Linked DNA regions of Rattus norvegicus: region 1 is linked to region 2. A link is a contact called in public Hi-C data. All regions are on one chromosome and are shown on one strand. Each heading gives the region's core, a stretch centred on a gene start, on an enhancer-like site or on the middle of the called end of the contact. The rest is flanking DNA. Distances are from core to core; before and after follow the strand shown.

The links. A called contact is a pair of places that touch in the nucleus more often than the background predicts.
Region 1: a Hi-C map of liver shows a contact between it and region 2, with 4 times the contacts expected there. The contact joins two enhancer-like sites. A contact is called at or near these places in 3 of 12 Hi-C or Micro-C datasets (kidney and liver).

The regions. Positions count from the first base shown.
Region 1 is chr3:55,340,038-55,342,737 of GRCr8, forward strand. No RefSeq gene overlaps it. Among named protein-coding and RNA genes, the nearest start is that of Mmadhc, 210 kb to the left of the region's middle. Within about 2 kb of position 1,349, at least 10 of the 93 cell types and tissues checked have an H3K27ac peak or open chromatin away from gene starts, as enhancers often do. A contact at or near this core is called in liver, where this site is marked.
Region 2 is chr3:55,236,439-55,239,221 of GRCr8, forward strand. No RefSeq gene overlaps it. Among named protein-coding and RNA genes, the nearest start is that of Mmadhc, 100 kb to the left of the region's middle. Within about 2 kb of position 1,428, at least 5 of the 93 cell types and tissues checked have an H3K27ac peak or open chromatin away from gene starts, as enhancers often do. A contact at or near this core is called in liver, where this site is marked.

The DNA of each region.
Region 1 (2,700 bases), core at 99-2,598, 100 kb after region 2:
TAAGTCCACAGAGTCACGGGGGGTGGGGGGTTTGTTTTCATCCATCCCTTTGTGGTGAGATGCAAGGCTGACTTCAGGACTACACAGTATTTCCCACTGCTAGATGAAAAACCCTCCCGAGCAGAAGATGGAGAAACTGACTCAGCGGGCAACATGGAATTATTGCTTAATAATGTTTGAGTCAAGACTGGACTCTGTCCGGTCAGCAACTCCGAACATTCCAGCTCTTTCACTGTCTTTCACAAAAGCCTAACCGTAATCCACCTTAGGCCTTGGAAGAAGTTGCTTCCTCAACTTTTGGAGGAAATAAACATGTTTTACATTAAAAAGAACATGAGTGATGCTATATCACCAAATATTTTCCATATTTTAAATCCGTTTCTATTGATTTTTGAATGGTCTATCAAAGAATTATTTAAATATTAGCCTTCTCTCCTAGTTAAGCAAATACATCCCATTTTTTAAAACTCTATTTTATTGAAGTGGAATGTCCTACAACAAAATGGAGGACCCATCTGAAAGGTGAAGTCTGTAGTTTTTATAACCAGCACCAATCAGTGTGAAGGACGTCGTCGCCATCCCAAAATGCGCTTAGACCTTTGCAGTGGACAGCTGCATGCTCTCCCCAGCTGCTCACCCTACGGATTCGCTATATTTTCCTTCATAGACTCTCATGTAAATAGCATGTCACTTGCACTCTTGGTGTCTGAATGGTTTTATGAACTATGCCAATTTTACCATTTTCCAGGCCATCGTATACGCAGGAAGCTTGGCTTCTTGTCTTACTCTCTTTTCTCTTTTGTCCTGTAATCTATATTTACTACAATTTGTTTAGGCATCCACCTGTTGAAGACCAGGAACGTTGGTTGAGGCTACCCTGACCAAGGCCACTGTAAGCATTTATATGCAAATCCTGGGTTGGGCACATGTTCGAGGAGATGAGCATGCCATCATTACCACTTCCCGCCGTGGCTATAAAAGCCTTGTTTCTGTTTCTAAGATGCATTATGCGCTCAGTCTCTGGAATATGACCCCACGTCATCTGTTTGGCCACTGTGTTACTGGTTACCCAGGACACTGAGGTGTTGAAATATTTCAGGTGGCTGTTTTTAGCACTTTCTACACTTCCCTTTTCTCTGCCTGTGAGCTGACTAGAAATGAGCAAGCGTGGATAGAAATGCAAAGCATATACAGAATTTCTTTGAAGATCTGATCTAATGTCTTCCACGGGAAGATTCCTTCCCTCCTTTGGTCTGTATTCAGATATAGTCCCTTTACAAGCTCTTACTTACTGACCTCCTGGTGTTTTCTTAGCCATTAGTCTTAGTGCTGAAGCTACTGGGAGAGGAGCCAAGAAGCAGCTGCTGCCGAGTGGAGCCACACATTTCAAACCTCCGAAGCTTTTACCTTGACCTCTGAACTTGGGATCTCAGTCTATTGTCCACATGAGAGATGAGGCCTTCTCTAGATTATGGTGAAATTTCAACTTTTTTTCTGAAACTGGGGCTTTCCCTTCACTGGTGTGTGTGTGTGTGTGTGTGTGTGTGTGTGTGTGTGTGTGTATTATGTGCTTTCAAAATCAATTAAATTCTTTCACTTAAGCTCCACCATAGTGACAATTCTGAAATGCCTTTATAGTTAGTTAGTTAAACCCAAATAACAGTGTGCTGTTGGAAGCTATTCAAATCAGACTTTCAATAATGCAAGCGCCAAGAACCAAAGACAAGTAGATTAGTAGCATCCAGACCTTCAGCTCCACTTGGTGAGAAAGATTCTGAGAGTGAAAGAAAGACTGGTAGTAATGCGTGAGCCCATCAGCCCACTGTTAGAACAACACGTGAAGGCCACAGAAGATACCCCACCAAACTGTGTCTTAAAAGGGTGACTAAGAGCCTAATTGATGTGAGAGTCAAATGAATATCATGGAACCACTTTAGGAGGAGGGAATTCCTTTCCATGTATGTTTCATTTTAATGGAATTCATCGAAGCTCTTCAAAATTTCCTATAAAATGACCACTAAAAAGCATGAAGTCTTAAAGGATTGAATCATCTTTTAAAAAGGAAGGGTGACACTCTTTCTTTTCCTCAACCACATGAGAGAAAGAATGTTCTGCTGTAAATTCCGATGTAATCTTAACTGTGGGGACTTTGATCTGAGGGAGGAGAGTGTCTTCCTAAAGAGTTCAAGCTGGAGTAAAGCTTCCAGAGCATGCGAGGTACTGAGAACTCAAGGTTCTCACAGGATGCAGTGGGATGAAGGTTCTTAGGACGAAGGTGCTGGACTGATGTGTTCAAGAAGTTGGTCCCAGGGGCAAAGTGTATTCAGCCAGCCCATAGTCCTGTTCTCATTATGCAAGAATGTTGGCTTTGTTTTCTATTTTACTCTCCAGGCTTTATTTCACTACTTAAGAGTTGCTTCCTGAGCACCAGTGGAAGGGGAAGCCCTGGGTCCTACTAAGACTGAACCCCCAGTGAACTAGATTGTTGGGGGGAGGGCGGCAATGGGGGGAGGATGGGGAGGGGAACATCCATAAAGAAGGGGAGGGGGAGGGATTAGGGGGATGTTTGCCCGGAAACCGGGAAAGGGAATAACACTCGAAATGTATATAAGAAATACTCAAGTTAATAAAAAAAAAGAGTTGCTTCCTGTTTTACATAAGCAACAGGACAGAGAGAGCGAGAGCGAGAGCGAGAGCGAG
Region 2 (2,783 bases), core at 178-2,677:
AGCAAAGCAGATTCTAGACATGATGGATTTAAGCTTTCTTTTGGTGTTGGAGAAGGTTATTAAGCCAGGCAGTAGATCACATTTGAAACTGGAATTTCACCCTTCAGAGCATTCCTCAGTAATGGCTCGCCTCACAGCGAGACTCTGTAGACAGAGCCCAACAATTAATTCCAGTCATCACACTTTCCCATATTGCTGCTCCAATCTCAGATTTACCAGGCCATTGCTGATGAAGACAATAAAATCCGCCTTTGATTTCTTGGCTCCCTTGTGCTCTGACATCTTGTCTAATCACAGAGACCCAGAGATCAGGTTATTGGTAACCATACACAAAACAGAGCAGTCTCACAAATCATGCTTTACGGCTGCACTGTGGAAACACCCAGGTTAAAAGGTAACTGTGGTGTAACCGTATTGATTAATTGATGGAGAAAAGGTCAAACTAATCTTTATCTTGCCTGAAAGACCCTAGTTCTCCATGGCAGATGTGTTGAAATGGCTTCTGTAGAAAAAGATAAAAAGAAAATTGAACGCTTCGTACAAAGCAAGTAGGGGAAATTCTGTTAAATTATCACTCAGGTAAAGGTCAGTAAAGGAGCTCTAATGCAAAGAGAACTGGAAAATACTATCCAACAGTCCGAGAGAATTCAAGCACCACAATGGCCAAGACATGCAAGTAATTTAGATTTCCTTTTATTTGTAGTAGGTTCTGTTGGAAACGTCTTCACCAGTGAGACAGCCAGCAAAGGGCCACGAGTCAAGCAGTCACACTGGATAAGCAGAGCCCCCAGGCAACCAGAAACAGTCTTGTACTCTCCTGTTCCCCAAAGACCTGGAACACTTACAGCAATAGACCTGAGGTTGTCTTCAAGTCCTGATCTGTTGCGGAAGAGACATCACCTCTCACAAGATGGCAGCATCGCCAGGGCATGATGGGAGAGCAGAACCACCGCTTATCTTACCCAACCTTCCTTCTTTTGGCCCAAGAGAAAGTATGAAGGTTTGACAGCTGAAATGTATAAAAAGACACATTGAGGAAACAGACACAAATGAAAAAATTAAAGAGTAAATCCATGCGCTGGAAAGGAAACATGTCTAGGCATTGCGGGGGCAGAGGGCTGAGCAAAGGGCTGTGCTGGCTGCTGGAAAGAAAGGTTGTGCTTTAGAACTGAAGTGTGAGTAGACATGAGAGTGAGTTTTGGAGACGGTCTTTTTATATTCATGCCTCAAAGGCCAAAAGTATCTATGTCTGTAGTCACAGTTTCAGGGCTTACTATGGAAAACGCTTACTTACTTTTGGCACTTTGGGGTGCCTGTACAGTTGAGAAAGTCTTCCGTTTTGCGGGCTTGCCCAGTCACTGCTGCTGAGGTGCCTGGAGCAAACAGCTATAGATGGCAGTGGATCTGCCTCATGTAAGTGCTGTCACTTGGCCCTTGGCAGACTGCAAGGAAGTCTGGGCAGTGTGCCATTAAAAAGTGGCGTGTCTAGGTTTACCATAGAACACAAGGGATTTGGGGTTTCATAGGAAAAATTCCAACTTCATGGTTAAATGTCTGAGGGAGTTACCAGAGGGATTTTGGAGAACTTTATTATCTTTTTCTTATTGCTATCTGGGGACTCAAAACTTCTTTGATTTGACTCTGCATGCTCTATGGGTATGAACTATCTATCTATGTAGGCTACCTGTCTGGAATCATTTTCTCATGGAGAAGTTTATCTTTTCACATACGGACCATGGATTCTTTCTTCTGCAAAGGGAGAAAAATTGAAATAATAAACAAAAGTAGAAAAGGAATAAAAATGGAAACAAGATGTGCTTCCTTATTAAGTGTATACATTTTTAGCCTAATTCCAATGTTGTTAGCAATAAGTGCATGCAGACATTAGTCATAATTTGCACTAATTTCTATGTAAAGTGCATGATCTAACCTTAGCATCACCATCATTGGGATTCTGATAGTTTATATAAGACCAATCTTACATTTCCATCATATTTGCTTAAATAGATGTTAATAGATGGTAATGATATGCTTTTCATTTGGATAGTTCTTACCCCAGAATGATTTAATATTCACATGTCTAATAGGTTGCCCATAGCTATTGATCATCTGGATCAGAGTTCAATTTGAGTTGCTGCTGGTTAGATTAGAAATTGCCATCGTGGTGAAAGATAAATTGCAAGGTCTTTGCAGATTAGTTCTGTGTTCGGATTAGATATGATTTCAGGCACTTCGAAGGAGGAGCCTTCTGGTGGTGTCACTGTGGGGTCTGTCTGAGGACATACCCAGAGATCCTCCAGAACACCTTTGCCACTGGATCAGTGAGGTGAGATTTATAGGATGTGGCATTTTATTACACATGGAGATAGTGACAAACACTCATAAATTGTGAGTGAATAATAGTTCTAGGGACCAAAGACACAAAAAGGGGCATAGTTTGTAAATATAAATTCTGTTGTAATAAAGTGCTGTGCTATTAAAAGAGGATATTTAATAGATGGCTATTTGGTTGGGTTTGGTTTGCACTAGAGGGCATCTAAAGGAATGTTAATTTAGATGGAAGAGACCTCCGGTGAGGCAATATTAAAAGTATTTTAGATTTGATCAAAAAGTTGTTTGACTCTTCTTCTTGAGGTGGACTCAAATTCTATCTAGCTAAGCCTGGCGCTGAGTTCTTAATCCTCCTGCCTCAACCTTCTGAGTGCCAGAGTTAAAGGAATGTGACATCGTATTTAGCTGAAAAATCAAATTGTGAAATAAATATATTTGTATTATACAAAATT